Linked DNA regions of Rattus norvegicus: region 1 is linked to region 2. A link is a contact called in public Hi-C data. All regions are on one chromosome and are shown on one strand. The core of a region is the stretch at or near the end of the contact, and the rest is flanking DNA. Distances in the headings are between cores, read along the strand shown. Region 1 holds the start of Chrne (cholinergic receptor nicotinic epsilon subunit). Region 2 holds the start of Arrb2 (arrestin, beta 2).

Region 1 (2,700 bases), core at 114-2,613, 190 kb before region 2:
GGCTTGGCCTGGTGGCACATGTCTGAATCTCAGCACTTAGAAAGTTGAGTCAGGAGGCCTATAAAGTTGGCTTATGTAGTTCTAGGCTAGACAGACCTACATAGTGAGGCCTTATTTCAAGAAACCCCTGAGTACTCACCATGCTTGCGCTCACACTGCAGTCCTAGCCCCTGGAGGGCCTGGGGGATCAGTTCAAAGCCGGCCTGAGTTCTACAAAACCTACCTTTAAAACAAATGAACTAATGAAAAACAAGCCTAGTGGCTCATGATTGTCATCCCAGCCCCAGGTGGCTAAGGCAGAAAGTTCAAAACTTCAGCGCCAGCCTGAAGACCAGTGTATTTTGGACAGTAGTTGGAAAGACAGTATCATTGATGACCACCATAAGGTGGCAGCAAGAAAAGGGAAGGGATAGCAGGTCTCCTGTTCAAAGTAAGGTCACAGTGGGCTTATCCTGGGGTCATGTTGAAGGCGTTGTGCCCAATACTGAACATAGGCTTTGCCAGGTCAAGGGTGTCACTGCAGAGTAATTCTGTATGCCGCCTGTCTTATTGCCAGGTCTTCGTAGAGACTTTTTGTGTAACCATTAGTATGAATGGACCCATCAGGGTATGATAGCATGTACTGTCCATGGGTGGGGGTTGTGGTGTCTGAATGAGAACACCCCCCCCATACATACATACACATAGGTTCATGTTTGAATGCTTGGTCCTTAGTTGGTGGAACTGTATGGGAAGGATTAAATGTGGCCTTATTGGAGGAGGTATGACATTGGGGTTGGCCTTTGAGGTTTCAAAAGACTATTCCTAGTTCTCTGCTTCATGCTGCCATTTGAAGATGTGACCTCTCAGCTTCTGCTCCAGCACCATGCCTACTGCCATGCTCCCCACCATGATGGTTCTGGAATGTAACCCTCAGGAACCACGATCTTCAAATGTTTTCTTTTATATGTTGCCTTGGATGTGGGGTCTTAGAATGGCAATAGAAAAGTATCTAAGCCAGGGGTAGTATGAGGGGTACAGGATGTTTACTCCCTCAGATGCATCCATTAGAATCACCATTACAGGGCAGCTGTATCGAAGATACCAGTATGCGTTGAGAATGGGGTCTACAGCACTAATGGCTTGTGGTTTCCAGTGTTTAGAAGCCTGCTTCTCTCCTGAGATGATAGGCCTGTGGCTTACAGAGGCTGCTGAAGCTCGGGCAAAGGATGCTGGGATGGGGTGGGGCAAGGGACACAGGATGAGGCAGCTGCCTCTTCCACCCCCACAGCAGGGGCAGAGGATTAGGTGACAGTCCCTAAACCTAGTCCGGAACTAGCACCCTCCTCCCCTTCACACAGGCACCTTGGCCTGCTCCCTCAAGCTTGTCAAAGCTCAGAATAACCTGAGAACCAGACATCAGGATGACAATGGCTCTGCTTGGGACCCTGCTTCTCCTGGCACTCTTTGGTAGGGACAAGGGTGAGGGGAGCCAGGTGGATCCATATGTCAACATGAGGGGGGGAGGGAAAGGACTGAGTTGGAGACTGAGACAGTACTTGGTCCCCAGGTACAATAATGTCGGTTTGGGAGAAATCCAGAAATACAAACCCAGGAGGGTGCACTGGCCTGAGGGGCAGAGAGAAGCCTTTCAGGCTGCTGCTTCATGTGCAGTGGCCCTTCCTTCTTGAATCATAGGCAGAAGCCAAGGCAAGAATGAAGAGCTGAGCCTGTATCACCATCTCTTCGACAATTATGACCCAGAATGCCGGCCAGTTAGGAGACCTGAGGACACTGTCACCATCACCCTCAAGGTCACCCTAACCAACCTCATCTCACTGGTAAGACTTTCCCCCAATTCTAATCCTGTACCCTCACTTCTACCTCTAACTCCTGGCTTCTTTCTGTTGTAGAATGAGAAAGAAGAGACTCTGACCACCAGTGTCTGGATTGGAATTGTGAGTCAGATGTGGGGAGCAGTTGGAGGGTTCCCAGCCAGCCTTTCTTTTCTGCCAGGTGGGAGATTGAGAGCACGTACCCTTTTGTCCCCACTTCTTAGGAATGGCAAGACTATCGGCTCAACTTCAGCAAGGACGATTTTGCAGGCGTAGAAATCCTGCGGGTCCCTTCCGAACATGTATGGCTGCCAGAGATTGTTCTGGAAAACAAGTGAGGATTACCCAAGAGCCCAGGCTGCAAGGGAACTGGTTTTGGGGGGATTTGGTTGTTGAAGGAGGTTCAGACACGTGAAAAGCTTGGTTTCCACAGTATTGATGGGCAGTTTGGAGTGGCCTACGACTGCAATGTTCTGGTCTATGAGGGAGGCTCTGTGAGCTGGCTGCCCCCAGCTATCTACCGCAGCACGTGCGCAGTGGAGGTCACCTATTTCCCCTTTGACTGGCAGAACTGCTCTCTCATTTTTCGGTAGGAAGAATCACTTTAAGCATGGTATTGAGATGGGCCTAGAGCATGGGACAAGGCCTGCTATGGAGTAGTAGGTGGGGTCTTTTTTGGAAGGACTTTGTAAAGGAGGTGGGGTGAGGAAATGGAATGAAGGGGTGGGAAGCTGGATCTAGGTTTGCAGTAGGGGTGGGCACAGGCTTCTTGCTGCCATCTTGTAGTTTTAGCCCGTAGTCCCAGCTACTCCTCAGGGGAGTCTGAGGCATACAAATTATATGAGTTCCAGAATCCCTTGGATAACATGGTGAGCCCGTCAGCAAC
Region 2 (2,755 bases), core at 63-2,562:
AGGGCGCAGCGTGCACAGTGTGCTTGGCCAAGAAGGCAGAGCAAGGGAATTACCAGGGAGGTACCCAGCTTGGAGGGGTGCAGCTAAAGCAGATGCCTCTTTGTACTTCCTGCCATTCTCGCCATTTCCTCTGGCCCAGAATTTGATGAGATGGTAGGGAATTATGCCAAGTCAGCAGTCTTTCTTTGGTCCATCTATTCCCTCCCTGAAGTACTCAACGGAAATTTGGGGGCCTCCCCCCCAAGTAAGTGACTTCTCCTTTCTCTGGGGTTTAGTTTAACCTCAAATCTAGGAGGTCAATCTTCCCTGTAAGCATCTCTCTCAGATATTGGTCTTCTTAATACTTAAGGGCAGTGGGAGTGGTGGGGTTGGTCTCATGTTTTGCAGAAGTCACTGTTCATAATCAGGCCCTTATCCTTGGTCCTCTCTGGCTTGAGGCACATGGCCCCAACCTATTATTTAGTTCTTGCTCCTTTGGAACTCAAGTATTCACCCCATGTCCTCCTGGGGGTGTTGGGTCACAACAGGAAGTGGATTTTGCTATAGACCAAAAAAGAGAACTCTGGTATCAGTGGAAGGAAGGAGCCTCGATTGCACAGAAAACATCCGGGGAGAGGATGTGTGTCCAGGGCAGATACTACCTCTCTCTCTCCCCAGGACAGGAATAAAGCCCAATTTCAGCGAGGGTCCCTATGCACTCTACTCTCTCAAGAAGCTGTTGCTCCTAGCAACCTAGGAGAAGGCAGAAGTTTGGTAGCAGAGCTATCCGACCCTTGGGACAGGTGGGAGCAATCAGACTGTGGGGTATTGGGCAGGAGGCTTTCCATTGGTTGGGCACGAGTCTAGGGGAATCCCTTCCCAGCATCCAGTCTCCCAGCACACAACCCCTCGGGGCCGGCCACCTGCTCCTCCTTCCTCCGCCCCTGCATCACAGCCTGCAGAGAACCCAGTAGTCCGACTCCTACATCTCTGTGAGAACCCAGGCGTGGGTTTCCCGATCTCTATCAAGTCTTGCTTTTTGCAGGAGCCCCAGCACGCACCCCCACTCCAATATCCTCAAGGACCTAGGCTTGCGGCCCCGGACAGCTACCCTCTAGGGACCCAGGCGTCCGGCCCCGGGGTTTCTTCCCCGGTGTCCTTGTCTGTGGATCAACCTGGCACACTCCGCGAGCAGCCGCCCATGCCCCGCGGCACGGCCCCACCTCCCTTACCTGGTCCCGGGTTTTTCACCCATGGTGCGCGCGCGCTCGCCGCCCTCCACCCGCCGGGTTCGCGGCTCGCTCGCAGCCTTCTCACCCGCTGCCAGGTCCCCACTCCTCCCCGAGTCACTGCGCACGCGCGTCCTCACTCTTTCTCCTCCTTCCCCTCCCCTCGCGGTCTGGGTCTAGGGGAGCTGGGGCCAGCTGCGTCAGCCGGAGCCCGCGCGCCGCGGCGCAGCCCGCCCTCTTCGAGCTGGCTCCGCCCCACGCCTCCGCCCTCAGTCTCCCTCGGGGAAGCCTCCTCGCGCCGTCCCTACTCTCGATCTCCCCGCCCCTCCTCAAGCCTTTGGAACTAGATTGGGCCCCTTAAAATGGAGGCGGCCGCCTTCGAGAAGTTTAGAAGCAGCTGATTGGCCGTTGGTATCCATAGCCCTGCAGGGATCCCTCCCCTTTGTTTGCTTTCACTGTAGCGGAGGAGGGACGGGATCGAGGGGGCGGTGGGAATGAGCTCAAACACTGTCTGGGTCTGAGCACCAAGGGGCTGCCCACGTGGGTGAGCCGTATCTGTTGCGTGATGATGCTTGCTTTGGTATGCGCTGCTCATCCCTGAGCTTGCAGCCTTGTTTGGCCTACCTTTCCCGCGTTCTCGTGGTCTTCAGCTCCCCCTGGTGTATTGTCTTTGATTTTTTTTTTTTTTTTTTGCAGTGTCACTTTAAAACATTCAGACTTTGTCATCTCCCTTACCGTCTATCCTAGCCATCATTCACCTACTCCACTTATCTCTTCCATTCTTCATCCTTCCCTCCCTGCCTATTTTGTGTAAGTCACTGTGCAGAGCCATCGGGACAACATCATGGCCTAAGTTTCCTGGGATCCGTGAGACATATAAAACAGGTATTATGCTCCCAGGAACGCTATAATAGATATGACTCAGACCATCAAGCAACTAAAAGCCTAAAAGCGCTTGGCCAGCGTGGAGGAGGGAGTGCAGTCACTCCATAGCATAGGAAATTTGAGGACAGCCCTTCTGAAGGATGGACAGAAGTGGGGAAAGGACATCCTAAAGATGAGTAAGGAAAAGCACGCCCTGTTCTAAAATGTCTGTGGGTTAGATGGCAGGAGGTAGAGCTGCGGAGGAATAGAAGAGACGGTGGAAGACTGTGTATAGCAGGTGAAAGAAAGAGCCCGAGGAACTGTAGTCTTTATTTAATTTAATTTAATTTAATTTTCTGCTAGGGCCTCACATATGCTTAGCTCACCACTAATTCCAGCCCAGTGCTGATTTGATTGGGTTTTGCTTTCACCAGAGGAATGTCGAGATAGGACTTCTCTTTTTGGGTAACGTGTCGCATAGCGAGACCGCTCGCTAGAAGATAAGCTAGCCGAGGGAAAATGATGAACAGAGAGTGGAGGGGAGCAGAGGGGCCATATTAGAGGTTCATTGCTGGGGCAGCATTGACTGGGTTTGGCGGAAGACGACAAGGGTGATTGACATTTCTAGACTTACAGAGACAGGCTTTTCTCCTCTTTGGTCTCTTCCTTCCGCTCCTCCCTAT

What was found. Hi-C and Micro-C count contacts between places; a contact is called where the count stands out from the background.
Region 1: a contact with region 2 is called in a Hi-C map of kidney, with 4 times the contacts expected there. The contact joins the promoter of Chrne here to the promoter of Arrb2 in region 2. A contact is called at or near these places in 3 of 12 Hi-C or Micro-C datasets (kidney, mammary epithelial cells and psoas muscle).

The regions. Positions count from the first base shown.
Region 1 is chr10:55,832,817-55,835,516 of GRCr8, reverse strand. Chrne (cholinergic receptor nicotinic epsilon subunit) reads left to right here and starts at 1,363. Exons shown (of 12, transcript NM_017194.1): 1 at 1,363-1,449; 2 at 1,678-1,820; 3 at 1,893-1,937; 4 at 2,039-2,148; 5 at 2,248-2,403. The coding sequence starts at 1,404. It also overlaps a transcript of Gp1ba not described here.
Region 2 is chr10:55,644,159-55,646,913 of GRCr8, reverse strand. Arrb2 (arrestin, beta 2) reads right to left here and starts at 1,312. Exons shown (of 15, transcript NM_012911.2): 1 at 1,212-1,312. The coding sequence starts at 1,234.